4 separate regions of the Mus musculus genome follow, and all the other regions are linked to region 1. A link is a contact called in public Hi-C and HiChIP or PLAC-seq data. All regions are on one chromosome and are shown on one strand. The core of a region is the stretch at or near the end of the contact, and the rest is flanking DNA. Distances in the headings are between cores, read along the strand shown. Region 1 holds the start of Ephb1 (Eph receptor B1). Region 2 overlaps Ephb1 (Eph receptor B1). Region 3 overlaps Ephb1 (Eph receptor B1). Region 4 overlaps Ephb1 (Eph receptor B1).

The links. Hi-C and Micro-C count contacts between places; a contact is called where the count stands out from the background. HiChIP or PLAC-seq counts read pairs in DNA pulled down with a chosen protein or histone mark.
Region 2: a Hi-C map of cortical neurons shows a contact between it and region 1, with 4 times the contacts expected there. The contact joins the enhancer-like site here to the promoter of Ephb1 in region 1. A contact is called at or near these places in 6 of 39 promoter capture datasets (cranial neural crest, embryonic stem cells, hippocampal neurons and 2 more), 1 of 15 datasets of contacts at CTCF or cohesin (embryonic stem cells), 13 of 484 Hi-C or Micro-C datasets (cerebral cortex, cortical neurons, embryonic stem cells and 3 more), 12 of 115 datasets of contacts at active chromatin or transcription factors (craniofacial prominence, embryonic forebrain, embryonic hindbrain and 6 more) and 3 of 9 other capture datasets (adipose tissue, embryonic stem cells and liver).
Region 3: an H3K4me3 HiChIP or PLAC-seq map of stem cell-derived anterior neural progenitor cells shows a contact between it and region 1, with 9 times the contacts expected there. The contact joins the enhancer-like site here to the promoter of Ephb1 in region 1. A contact is called at or near these places in 2 of 39 promoter capture datasets (cranial neural crest and hippocampal neurons), 4 of 484 Hi-C or Micro-C datasets (cardiac endothelial cells, cortical glia, embryonic stem cells and 1 more), 11 of 115 datasets of contacts at active chromatin or transcription factors (astrocytes, embryonic forebrain, embryonic hindbrain and 6 more) and 3 of 9 other capture datasets (adipose tissue, embryonic stem cells and pancreatic islet).
Region 4: a Hi-C map of cerebellum shows a contact between it and region 1, with 4 times the contacts expected there. The contact joins the enhancer-like site here to the promoter of Ephb1 in region 1. A contact is called at or near these places in 8 of 39 promoter capture datasets (cranial neural crest, embryonic stem cells, epiblast stem cells and 4 more), 12 of 484 Hi-C or Micro-C datasets (Sertoli cells, cerebellar granule neurons, cerebellum and 6 more), 10 of 115 datasets of contacts at active chromatin or transcription factors (astrocytes, embryonic forebrain, embryonic hindbrain and 6 more) and 3 of 9 other capture datasets (adipose tissue, embryonic stem cells and pancreatic islet).

Annotation. Positions count from the first base shown.
Region 1 is chr9:102,353,185-102,356,529 of GRCm38.p6, reverse strand. Ephb1 (Eph receptor B1) reads left to right here and starts at 1,837. Exons shown (of 16, transcript NM_173447.3): 1 at 1,837-2,248. The coding sequence starts at 2,191.
Region 2 is chr9:102,136,585-102,139,670 of GRCm38.p6, reverse strand. All of the region lies in intron 3 of Ephb1 (Eph receptor B1), which reads left to right. Among named protein-coding and RNA genes, the nearest start is that of Gm31233, 72 kb to the left of the region's middle. Within about 2 kb of position 1,335, at least 14 of the 459 cell types and tissues checked have an H3K27ac peak or open chromatin away from gene starts, as enhancers often do. A contact at or near this core is called in cerebral cortex, cortical neurons and hippocampal neurons, where this site is marked.
Region 3 is chr9:102,214,122-102,217,374 of GRCm38.p6, reverse strand. All of the region lies in intron 2 of Ephb1 (Eph receptor B1), which reads left to right. The region is part of intron 1 of Gm31233 (a long non-coding RNA gene); the gene reads right to left. Among named protein-coding and RNA genes, the nearest start is that of Gm31233, 5.4 kb to the right of the region's middle. Within about 2 kb of position 1,389, at least 8 of the 459 cell types and tissues checked have an H3K27ac peak or open chromatin away from gene starts, as enhancers often do. A contact at or near this core is called in astrocytes and stem cell-derived anterior neural progenitor cells, where this site is marked.
Region 4 is chr9:102,187,344-102,190,778 of GRCm38.p6, reverse strand. All of the region lies in intron 3 of Ephb1 (Eph receptor B1), which reads left to right. Among named protein-coding and RNA genes, the nearest start is that of Gm31233, 21 kb to the left of the region's middle. Within about 2 kb of position 1,273, at least 18 of the 459 cell types and tissues checked have an H3K27ac peak or open chromatin away from gene starts, as enhancers often do. A contact at or near this core is called in Sertoli cells, cerebellar granule neurons and cerebellum, where this site is marked.

The sequences.
Region 1 (3,345 bases), core at 588-3,087:
CTGAGACAAAGGCATAAAGAAGAGGAAGCAGGAGAGGGGGTTTTGCTGGGTGTGCTTGGTGGGGTGGAGGGAAGGAAAGAGCCCACAAACCACTCATGCATGCACCCAACATCCATCTGAGATCATCTACCCACCCCACCCATCCATTCATCTGCTTGTCATCATTCATCCATCCATCCATCCATCCATCCATCCATCCATCCATCCACCCATTTATCCATCCATTCATCTGTCCATTCACCTATCTGTCTGTCCATCCACCCATCCATTTGTCTGTCCATCCATCCATCCATCCATCCATCCATCCATCAGTCTGTTTTCCATCCATCATCTATCTATAATCCATCCACAGGGATGGATGCAGTTGGTCACCAGTGCAGGGAGGGGGAGGGGTTTCAAGGTAAGAGCTTTGGGGATTCCTCTCTTAGAGGCTGGAGGGATGAAGGAGGAAGGGCAAGAAGTAGTAAGACAGGTAGGCAGTGAAATTGGACTGTGGAGAGTGTTGCCAAAGCTGCAAAAGACCCAGTACTCACCCATGTCAGAGAGGGGCATCCCTCACTTAAGGGACTTCAAGACACAGTGCTGTGGAGGGACAAAGAGCAGCTGAGGTAGTATTAGGGAAGATTAAGCAGCGGTCACTGACGTCATCCTTTCAGGTTCTGAGGCCGGATGGGTGGATGGTAGGGGAAGACACAAACAGCCTGTGTCAAAGTCTGGGAAACAAAGACCTGTCAGAATCAGGGGTCTGAGTGTGGCTGGGGTGGTGAAGAGGGAGGCAGTGTCTGTGAAAGACAGAGTAAGTACCCAGGGTGGGGAATCAATGTAACTAAATTCCCAAAGGAGAGTTGCCAGATGTTAATGTCTTTAAAAGGTTTGGGGAGGGGGCTGAAGCCCCTCCCACATGAGTCTTCCAGGAGCATCCCTAACCTTGCGGGAGGAGGTGAGGACCTTCTGCCACACAGCTTCTGACAAGCATCAAGGCCAGGGCCGGATCTGAAACAGCCTGACCTGATCAACAGACAGCAAAATGGGGCATTATCATCAGAGCTGATGGTGGGAAACCACTTCTATTCTGGAGCCTGGTTTTCCTGTGGTTGCAGAACTCAGTCCTTCCCACCTACCTCCAGGCCTGGTTCAAAGCAATGTCTCCCTTCCCCATACCCCAACAAGTTGTCAGACTTTCGGCTGTTTCTTCATGTCTTCCCATTATGACTGTCTTCTGACAGCAGGCCCTACAGTGGATGCTCAGAGATCCACCTGGGAAGAGACTTTTGGAGATATACAGCTGAGGATATGATAGGAAGCCCACAGGGTGTTCTAACTACCCCCGAGCAGCCGGCCATAAAGTCTTGAAACCATATTCACTCACTCCACAGATGCATGCCAAGAATAAGACACTGTTAAGGTTCCAGGAATTCTGAGTGAACGAGATCAGACAAGACTCAAAAATAAACAAAATTGATTAGTAAAATGATATAGGGTGGCGGCATTCTGCATAGGAATAGTCAGGAGTAGCTGTGGGGTGTCTGTAAGCATAAGGGACCTCAGTTGACTTCTTGGCTGAGCCCCTCCTTTTCAGCTTGGGGAAAGCGAGCGTGCGAGGCTGCAGTTCTCCTAAATCACCACAAGAGGGAGCGCGATCACCTCCTAGCGCCTTCCTAACCCTCCCACACAGCCTTGCAAGCAAAAGTTTTTCTTAAACTAACAATGCCAGTGTAAGGAGGTGCTCGCGCCTGATTGGATGAGGGAATTTTGCAGGTTTGATTCCTTGATTGGACAGGAGGTGTTAGGGGTGGAGAGAGAGCTGATGGTGGGGGATCCCGCTCCCTCCCCCGTCAGTCTGGCCCGCTCTGTCCTCCCGTAGGCTCCGCTGTAGCTCGCAATGTGACACCAGGACGCACACGCTCTCGCGCGCTCTCCCAGGCTCGCTCTCCCTCACCCTCTCTCACACACGCACGCACACACCCACCTCTCCCATAAACACACACACACACATGCACACCCACATCCACGCGCGCCCGCACCGCCCCACGCGCGCACACTCCCGCCCACGCCCACGCCGCGCTCCGGGGAGTCCGGTCCCGGCCAGAGCGCGAAAGGACACGGAGAAGCCACCCGCCGGGAGCGCAGCGGCGCCCTGGGACGCGGCGCGTCTCCGCTGGGGCTCGGCCTGGGGGCCGCTGGCCGGCGATGGCCCTGGATTGCTTGCTGCTCTTCCTCCTGGCATCTGCAGTGGCCGCGATGGAAGGTAACGTACCCTTCGCGGAGCAACTTGGTGGCTGCCGGCTGCCAGTTCATGGGTGCCGCGCGCTTTGCAGGGCTCCTTTGGCTGCTCGGCCGGGCATCCTGGTGCTGGAGAGAGAGAATGTCACCGATCCTGGGTAGAGATGGGGCACCGGGATGGGGCGGTACCCACAGGCATGCCCTGCGCCGACCCTGGGCGCCCACAGCAGGTTCGTTCGCACGCAGAGTCTTTCGGCTCCTGCGCTCTGGTGCTCCCAGACAGCACGATCACCGGACATCTCCGGCTTAGAGAGCCTGGATCCCGCTGCATTGCGGTGCAAGCTCCTTAGCTCTGGGCGAAGCTGGTCTGGGAAGCGATACCTCGGGCCACTGGGCTCCTAGAGTCGGCACCTTCGGCTCTTTCTATCCCGGGCCTGGATGCGCTGGCTGGCGAGCGGTAGCTTGCTGTCTCCCTTTCGCAGTCTGAGGTTTCCGGACTCTGGGCTCCGCAGGCAGGCTGCTTGGGGGATCACAGAAGGTCCTACTAGTACCCCAGCAAGTGACTGCCAAACGAGAGGGGCCAAATCCATTGACCGCACCCTGGGGGGGAAATCAGCCCTAGAAGCTGCCGGGTTGCAATCTTCCAGGGACAGCAAGTGCGAGGCGGACGCCTTTCTCGCCTTCTGAGCTTTGGAGCAGGGGTGGGCTTGGGTGAGTGCTGGCGGTGCTTAAACTCATCCGGCAGTTAGAAGAGACTGCGTGGCTGCGAGCCCACGAGCCAAGACACCATCCCTGCTGGCTCAGCGTGGTTGTGCCTCCCGCTGGTGGCCAGCCAAACCCGCTCAGCGGACCCCTTACCCGGCGCACCCAGGAGCCCCGGCGCTCAGGGCTCCCGCGAATCCCGTGGGAAATCCCTGCTCGCCTCCCCGCCTCCCGCCCCCTTCCCCGCCCCCAACCTTCCCTGCGGAGCCGCGGCGGCCGCCACCTCCAGGGACGCATCTCAGTAGAGAAGGAGCAGTTAGAGTTATCTCGAACAGAGCAACTCTGGGGTGAGGCGCCGCCGCCACGCCACCCCTGCTGGAAGCCCCACATCCCGATGGATGTCTCTGGCCAGGTGGACTC
Region 2 (3,086 bases), core at 86-2,585, 220 kb after region 1:
GGCAAAGAGACTGCTGTGGACTAGAGGTGCTTTAGAGAACGATCAAGGAAGAGCTTTCTGAAGAGGTAACACCTGACCTGGTCACTTTGAAATGCTCTTGGCTAAGAGTCCATTTTCAATAAACCACAGATATGACGAATAAAAGTGCAAACTCCGGATGATGTCTTACAATTAAACAGGCATTAGAAAGCCCAGTGTGGCTTGAGGTTCACTCATGGATCAGGGCATCAGTGGCTTAAATGACGTAATGGGACACATGACAACACCCACCAGTGCTCTGACTGGTGGGTGCCAAGTACACTTGGCAATGGATCCAGCTGAGAGAGGACCAAGGCTGATGAAAGCCACCACCAATCCTGTGGTGTAAGAAGCAAGATCAAGCCAGTAGCCGGTTGCCTTGTGCATGGCCCAAGCTAGCCCAGTCAGACAGGCACACTGTCATGGCTACTGAGGCCCAGGCTGCATAGCCTCCCATGCCTTAAGAATATTGTATTTCTCATTCTCCAAAATCAAAATATGACTTTCATTGCCCCTCAGCAAAGCCTCTCTTCTCTGGTTGGACACTTCCCTTATAGATGCCTGACAGACTCATCTCTTAGGAGGCTGGCCAGGAGGATTCTCTTCCTCCAGAGATTCCCATACTGCCTTCCCAGTGGCCTTTGCTTCCGCCCCCACTCTCACTCCCAAACAGCATCCTTTCTGTCTCTAAGCATCATCTGGAAATTAACAGGAGACAAGGAGGCAGAATTGGCAGCCTCCTTCCTCAGGCAGAATGGGAAAGATTGTTTAAATTTAGGCCTCACCCTCCCAGAATGAAAACAAGTTATTTTTATGTGAGCCAGTATTTGTTATTGAATTAAATATAAGTACAGGGCACTTCTCCTAATTTATAACACAGTGTGGGTGCCGAGGGCCTGCGTCATCCTGCCCGCCTGCGCCGGCCCGGCAGCTTCTTGGCTTCCCACCCCTCTGTGCTCATCTGTCATGGTTGTCTCTCCTAAGTTTGTCAAATGTAACGTGAAAGGAAGGGAAATTAAAGGAAAACAAAAGAGAGGATTTTTTTTCCAAGTGGCAAAATCAGATTTATCCTAAGGTAATTAAATGTGTAAGAACAAAAGATTACAAATAGTATGTGTGTGTGTGTGTGTGTGTGTGTGTGTGTGTGTGTGTGTGTGAGTGTGTGCACATGTATAGTGAAACAGAATAAATCATTATTTCCCAGGCAGCCAGAGCCCTCTGATGAATCTTAAATTCAGGTGCTTATGTAGCAGAGTAGGCAGGGGAACCATAGAGAGCTTTGTTTGGCTGGGCTTGTTGGCTCTGTGCTCCCAGCTTAGCACCTGTTTTGGAAGCTCATCACTTGAGTGCTGGAGATAGGGGAACAGAGGAGGTCTGACATGACTGGTAGAATTCCACATCATTTTCTGTCTACTCTCTCCTTTCTATAGAACCCTACCCCCTACCTAGGATGGTCTCAGTGGTGTTGGCAAGGCACCTGCCACTTAGATACTTACTAGTCTTTTTTGTTTTCTGTCCCAGCCTTTGGAAGCTGAATACACTAGGGTCAAGGACAGTATCTTCATTGTGACATTTCCAGATGTTTGCCACAGGGCCTCGTCTGCTGTGTCAGTTCATCGATGTTTATTAGATGAAATGGTAGAGGAGATTAAAAATGGAGAGGTGGAGGGAGGGGCCCAGTGGGAACCATTATACATCCATATGCATTTAGGTCCTTTACTGGGCTTGGTCACTACCATTGATGTGAATGCCAAGGACACAGGTACATTTACTTGAGGACCTGAAGCCTAGGCTTTGAGGTAGGTGTCTTGAGATCCCCAGAGAGGACGGGAGAGCATGAGAAACAGTGATAGAGGAGACGGTGCTCAGCCTGAGTCATGAGAGTGGGCAATTCTTTGATGTTCAGGTGAGTGCCTACCTCTTACGCAGGTCCCCAGGGGCTTAGATTCCAAAGGAAGCTGGCTGTCACCCTATCTTCCATACTCTGGCTCTCTTAGACCCACTGCAGCACAGCTATTTCAAGGTACAGTTCTGCTGAGTGTCCAGGGAAGCATATGGTACTGTCCTGGGGACATTGAGCAAGGGCTAACCTCTAGGGTTTTTCCTGGACAGGATGCTCAGGGTGGCTGCCTCCTCCTCTTCCTCCTCCTCCTCCTCCTCCTCCTCCTCTGGGACCTTGCTGATGCTGTGAGATTATTTAGTTTTTGCCTTTCCCCATCTTTGCCTTCCCCTTTCAAAGATAAGCTCGAATGTTACCTCCTTCCTCTTCTGGGCTCACAACAATCCCCACCCTCCTTTGTTTATTTATTGTTTATGTTTTGCAACAGGGTTTCTCCCTCTTTCATCAGCTGACCTGAAAGTTACCATATAGGCTAGCTCTAAAAGTGTGGTGATGCTTCTGCCTCTGCCTCCCAAATGATGAGATTGCAAAGCATAACCACACCCAGCTCCACTTCTTAAAGGACCCCTGTCTTCTGCGATATCTTCCCAGCTTCACAAAAGACCTCAGACTCTCCCAACATATCCAGCAGACTCTGATCTCACATTCACAGTGATGTCCCTGTCAGTGGCTTCACCATCAAAGCCATTAAGTGGGCTGCATGTGTTACTTCCCTCCAGCATAAGCAGTGTCCCAGGTGGGCATGGCCTCTGGAGACATGAAGTCACACCTAGAATTTTTTCCCCATTGGATCCAAGGCAATATGTAGGAGAACGAGATTATGGGTTTATAGTTTCAGAGGGTGAGCCCATGACTATCACGGTGGGAAGTATGGCAGCAGTTATACAGTCTTCAGTCTCCAGGTGGTCCTTGTTAATATAATCACCACATCGTACAGAAAGACCTCCAACTCATCAATGTTGTTGGCCTCAGTAGTCTTCCAGGGCATGAGAAGCCCTAAATAAGCCGCAGCATTTAAGCAGCTGCGGATGGCTGAGTAAGAATGGCGTCCATAGACTCATGTATTTGAATATTTGGTCCCCAGGGTATAACTCTTTGGGAAGGGTTAATAGGAATGGTTTTGTTGGAGTAGGGGGGTGTCACTTTGAAGTTTCAAAAGCCCACTCTG
Region 3 (3,253 bases), core at 140-2,639, 140 kb after region 1:
GCCAGCTGGCTCTCATGGGAGTGAGGAAATTACACTCAGGAGAGAAAGCCTCTCCAGTAACTGCCTGTCTCTTCCAAGGCTAACAAAATCAATTCTGATTTTTCTGGGCTGGTAAGTGACATGGGTATAGAGCAGCAGCCTAGGCCAGCTCGTGACATCAAATCTCTGCTCACATCCCCATTGGCTGATCCCTGCCTACATGATCAGGGCCTGCCTGTTGGACTCCCTCACCTCCTCCGTTCTGTCCGGTAACAGCCTCACACAGGACAAGGCTAGGTAAAGAAGTTTTCTTTGGCACTTAGGAAACACTAGCCTATTATCAGCCCTCTGGAGGGCTGATTTTCTTCTCCTCTTCCTTTGATGACTCAATCCTGCTAATTAGGAGCTGAGTTAGGGGCAGATCCAAGTGAAATTTAGCTGTGGGTGAGAGAAAGGGTTTTGTGAATGGAATGTCCCCTATTTGACTTTGGAGGCATGCCAGGAGCAGGAGGGCAGAGGGTGCGGCCGGTTGTGCTTTTTCATACTGTGTGTTGATCTGAGAGCATGTGGCCTGGTGGCTAAGTCCTGGCGCCTCCCCTCAACACACACTTCTCCTCAGCCAGGGCAGAAAAGTTCAAAGCAGTCTTTGAGGACTGAACTGAGCTCACAGCACGGATGGTCCAGATAGCATGGGCCAGTTTAGACCATGGGAGTGAGCTGACACACCCTGACACCCACACCTGTCTCTTTTATTCTTTTCTGTCTCTTCTCACTCCTTCTTGCTTGTCTCCCACAGTACTGGGTATTGGTCAGATGCTACGGCTCCTCTGTCTCATGGCATGTGTGCAGCAGCTCCTGCCCTTTAGCCTCTTCCATCTTTATGTTGGAAAAGAAGAAATAGCTGCCGCCGGCCCCTTCCTTGAGCAGAAAGAAGCCCTGGCATTTCTTGTACTTGGGCCTACCTGTCTTGGATTCTATACCCACTCTCCAATAGAGGACTTGTTGCTCATGGTCAGGGTTGGGCTAGGCCCAGTGAAAACTTAGGTTCTGTAGGGAAGGGGGACATAGCGTAACTCTCTCAGGGTATAGATTCCAGAAAGTTCTTAGATAGCAGATGAGAAAGATTGAAAATAACAAACAAACAAACAAACAAACAGAAGAGGCCCGTGAGAACCGACCGCAGGGCTTTCCTGGGCTCCATCTTACTGCTAAGGAAACAGAAATGAGGGACACCTCCAGATAAATCACCTTAGATGCCATGGCTCAACAGTGGCTCCCGTTGCCCTTTAACCCCTGATAGGCTGATCCTCTACTAGGACACAACTAATGAGATGCCTGCTTAGGACAAACCACAGCTGTGAATTGTGGAAGACTCAAGCTGAGACTCTGATGAGGTCCAGGAATTCAGGCCCTCCGTGGAAAAGGCAGTCTTTTTCTCACAGTACCAGCCATGAATGGAGTCCTTTCCTTAGCTGTTACCCAGGAATTAGTTTAGCTTTCTCAGCCAAGAGAGGCCAGCCCCCTGCCGCTGACCTCTGGCCCCCTGATCTCTCCTCCTCCTCTCTCCTCCTCCTCCCTCTTCAGGTAAACCATTGAGCTAAGTCAGGCCTCCCCACCCTGTGTTTCCCACCTACTCTTTATCTTTTTCTCTCTCTACCAAAAGGCCTGTAATTAGGAAACATTAGCAGGCTCAAAACAGCTTTCATACCTGAAACATCCTCCCTAATTGCACTCAGCCGAGCTCTTCCCTGGCTATTAATGTCACTTTTATGAAGCAATGAGGAGCAAAACACCCGAGGCACTTAAAACATTTTTTATATAATATGCGTCTTTTAGGAATGGAAGTTTAAAATCACCTGCCTGACAGAGACAGTGATAGACAAAGGCAAGGGGGGCTCAGGACTAGAGCTGGGAGGTGGGGCCTCCTCTAGGAGATGGAGGGTGGTCCAGGAGATCAGAATCTGCTCACAGAAAGAAAAGGCCTAGAGGCCTGCCTGGTGAGGTAGAAGGGTGGGTGGGATGGAGCCTCAGGGGAGGAGAGTTGGGCTAAGGACTCCTGTGTATGCTTGTGTGTGTGTGTGTATGTGTACGCGCATGCGTGCACATGTATGTATATGTATGCATGCATGCAAGTTAAAAAAATGGGCATTATTATTTCTAGTTTACTGGATTAAGGGATTTTGGGAGTTGTGGCTTTCCAGATTCTTGATGTCACACTAATTTCCTTTCTTGCCCTTAGAAATGCCTCACACGATTCATCAGCTTATTAGGTCTGTCCAAAATCTCCAGAGGTTATCATAACCCACTTCTCTCTTTTTAGAGAAGTTGTGGCCCCAAAAAGAAGCAGTTGTCTTAGTGGCTCACTCATGACAGGCTCAGCCGGGAGCACACAGGCAGGTGGGGATGTATGGGTTCTTTTCCTAGGCCAGATCTGGCTTGTTTGCACCCTAATAGGCTTAACTTAAGTTAACTGGGACAGATAGGTGCCCTTTGTCATCTCTCAAGCCCTCTATGGGAAGGTTGTGGCATGTTAGCCTGAAGACAGAATGACAGATCTTCCTAACTTGAAAGACAAGGTGCTTTTAGGACCTTAAGAGAGCAGGGTTCTTGAATGGAGGAGAGCAGATCAGGTCTTCCAGCCTGAACTCAGCTCTACTCAGATAAACAAAACAAAACAAAACAAAACAAAACAAAACAAAACAAAACCTGAGTGGAGGGCAGAGCATAGAAGCAAGGTTATGTTGAATTAGGAAGTCCGAAGGGGTCTACGAGATGGCTCAGCTGCCAGTTCCAGATGTGTAAGCATGAAGGTATGAGTTTGGATCTCTAACACGCATGCAGAAAGTTGGACTTGACGTGCACCTGTGATTCCAGTACAAGAAGGTAGAGATAAGCGACACCCACAGGGCTTGTTGGCCAACTAATTAAGCCCAGTCATCGAGCTCTGGACTCTGAGACTGGACCTGTCTCAACAGATAGAGAACAATTGAGTAAGGCTGGTAATAGTATCAATCTCTGGCTTCTACACGTATGTACATACACTTACGTATGCATGTGTACACACAAACATGAATATATACATAAGCTACACACACACACACACACACACACACACACACACACACACACAGAAGAGAAAACAGATGAACGAGAACGGCAAAGTTATCAGAAGAAAGATGATGACTCTGTGCCTGAGTCTAGGAAGGATGAAGTCCTGCAGAATCAGGGCAGCTCCCTGATGAAGCTTTGCCTTCATTATCACCCACTGTATTTC
Region 4 (3,435 bases), core at 24-2,523, 170 kb after region 1:
CTAGTTGGCGGCTATGTTCTACCCTAGGAAGGTCTCTGAAGGATTGACTTTGCAAACGTTCCCTAGAGCTTCCAGAAGGATCTGTCATATGAGCTTTTCAGGCACAGGGCATGAGGTGGTGGCGGTGGAGTGTGGCTTCAAAACTAAGATACACGGCCATGCCTATCATTTCTTTTTGCTTACATTCCTGACTGTCCCAGGTACCTTGACCTATGGCAAAGGTCCTGAGCTATGGTGCCCAGAGAAGAATTCTAACCTTAGCAGATGGGGCTGCAGGCCAGAGCCTAATTGACTAGGTGTTCTAGCTGGTCAGCAGCCCCAGAGGAGTTCTGAGTATTTGAGGGAGGGGCAGGAAGCTGACTGGCCAGAAGTTACAGAAAAGAATAGGCTTTCCTGCAGAGGGCTAGCACCAGCAACTTGGTACCAGAAGCCCCAAGCAGACTAGGGAGTGGCTGGTACTGCTCTCGGCAGCAGGCAGGGCCACACCTTTAGGAATCCCATTCCTTTCTCACACTTGAGGCTGGGTACCTGGGACGCTTTGGTGCTTTTGCCGGGAACTCTCAAGTCCAACGAGCACCACGGGTGCTCACAGGGCTTTTGAGTGTCCCGGAGAACTGAGCAATTCTCTGTTCCGTGCCTCTCTGGCTCCCCACCGCTCCGTGGAAGCTGTGCCTTGGAATTGGCAACCCTACCTGTGCAGACACTTACCTGACATCTCCCAAAGGGCCTCCTTTCCTACGGTGGTTGCATCTTTACCTCCACCTCACGAAACAAGTAGGGACTTTTTTTTTTTTTTTTTTTTTTTTTAAATTTTCCACCTCCATATCATGCATGGAGACCCAAGGGACACTTTGAACCTTTCAACAGTTCCGATGCCTTTATCAACTCGAACAGCTAAGATGAGCCACTTTATAACCCTAGGGGAGTTGAGATGAAAGAAAAAAAAATCTGCAGGGTTTGAAGGTAGAGAAAAATGTGTCTAATTTAGTTCAAAAAAGGTTTCCAGAGCCTGTTCCCCTCCCACTTAGGGTTGTTGGCCTCAGCCTTGGGCTCTCTGCCAGTTCCTGCTGAGGTACTGCAGAAGGGCTGGCCCGAGGAGCGTGTTCATGTGCATATGTGCTCCCGTGGACATGCGCACGAGTCGGGCCCGTATGCTGACAGCCACATCCAAGGTCGCTGAATTCAAGGCCTCTGAGGAGCACTTCCACCCGCCCCTGGCCTGGGAACAGTCAGCTGGTGAGAGGAAGTCCACAGCCCAGATGGTCTTCCCTCAAGCCCCAGGGAGACCAGCAATTCTCAGGGCCAAGGGAGGCCAAGGTCATTAACACCACACGGCTCTGTAAGATGAGCTTCGTAATAGGATTTCCCAATAGGCGACTTCATTGGGAAACCACCCGGGGTCTCCTCAGCTTCCTGCAGTGGCCCTGCCCAGTGCCCTCCAGAGAGGAGGCATAAGTAATTGGCTGGATGTAATGGGCTGTGACACTCTGAACATGGGTAAGTGGGGATGGAAGGATGCCCCTTGGCTACATAGCCTCCAAATGTTGGGCTCCAAAAGCAGCCCAGGATGCAGATGTCAGGGTCCAGATCCCCTTAGGTTTTACACTTCTGCCTTGAGGAAAACCCCATTCCCTACTGTTGACAGCTGTGACTGTCTCGGGTAGTCCCACACCACTGAATGATAACACACTTCAGGTAGGAGAGCAGTCTAGGAAGAAGTCTGTATTCTTTTGCTTGAAGGCTGGTCATCTGTGACTTTAAATATGCATTATGGTGTGAGTAGTGGAAGTATCTCTGGGCTGAGAGGCCAGTAGGGGCCTGAAGGTGGCCATTGACTGCACTGGCATTTGGTCATGAAAACCTATGAGGTCTGGAGCTGAGTGAATGAGTGGATGGGGGTGAAATGCCCATAGAGAGGACTAGCCCAGTTCAGACTTAGGTCTTGAGATGCTACCATCTGCCTCTGGTTCTAAGACTAGATGAAGCTGAAGTTAACCACTCTTTAGAATATATATGTTTTCAGGAATATTGAGCCTTTCAAGCGACCTTGGTTTTGCTTCTGGTTCTTAGATGTCCTTACACCATTTTGCACCTTGTAGCTGCCTAGAAGTTTTTGTTGGTCATCATCATCTGGCTCGACCCATCCCCTCTACCCAGAGAACATGAGAACCCTTTGCAAACCATTTGAGTAGCACATAGGTTGCAGTGGGGCTGTGTGGGTGCTAAGGCTGTGTTCCAGAGAGAGAGGGAGAGTAGATAGTAGAGTCTGGATGTGACTTTCTGGTCAGCATTGAGGACTCCTCAAGGGCTGTGTGCCATCTCAGCCACACTCATTTCCTCGTCTGCTGGGTCTTCTAGGACAGAATGTCACCACAGATATGGTACTTTATAATGGGCTGAAACTCACTTCCTACAGTTTTGGAGGCAAGGAAGCCCAAGTCCAGGTCTTTGGTGGGTTCAGTTCTATAGCTCTCTGTTGTTGGTAAGTCCCTTTCTGCAGGTTCTGAAGGTTCACAGACTTCCTTGACTATATGGGAGTCAGTGAGAAGGAACCCTCTCTAAATCCAAGCCTACCTGTATCTTTCTGTTCTGGGCCCCAGGGAGCTCAGTTAGTCTAGGTTTTCTTTTACTTCCTGTTGCCACGGACACCTGTGTTGACAGAACCCTGATGCTCCCAGGTCTTCCTCATTGCAGGGGGATGAAGACAACCAAAAAGCCATAGTAGGATATGGGCAAAGGACACAGTCAAACCATCCAGAGCAAATCCTACTTTGCTGTTAGGGCTTTGAAATGAACATTGAGAGGAGCAAGCTTGACCTTTCCCTAGAGACAGCTCTTGGCCTTTGGGTGGCCTGTGTATATTCTCCTTGCTGGCTGTGATAACAGCCAGAGTATCTGCTAGCAAAAGAGGTTGACACTCCACTGTAGCAGCTATGTGATGATATGGGGCAGATAGTTCCTTTGGAGATGTAATTTGATTCAGAAGAGCATGGCAAGGTTTGCTCTGGGTTCTAGAAGCCATCCAGGTACCAGAGAACCTTTTGCTTCCTAGGTGCTTACTCAGCCTGGTGAAGGCTGTCTGTGTCCACATTACCTGCAAGTGAACCAGGCTCATCTCTGCATGTAGGGCTGGGGAGGAAATGAGGTCACCCGAAGCTGGCTCTGGAAGTTGGAAAGTCTATAGATCATCCCCAGAGCTTCTTGGAATGACAGAAATTCAGGACCTAGTATAGTCCTGAGGCTTTCATTAGAAGGTGGACAGGAAACCAGCCTTCTGGTTTCTAGTTGATCCTGATCTCTTGGTGGTAGCTCACTGACCCAGGTCTTCCAGCATGGGTGTGCTCCTGGTCCAAACTGAGTCACACCCTCTTCAGGTGCATGTCCCACTTCTGTCATCTGTAGGCCTAAGGGTTTCCGGCCTTCCTGGTCCTTGTT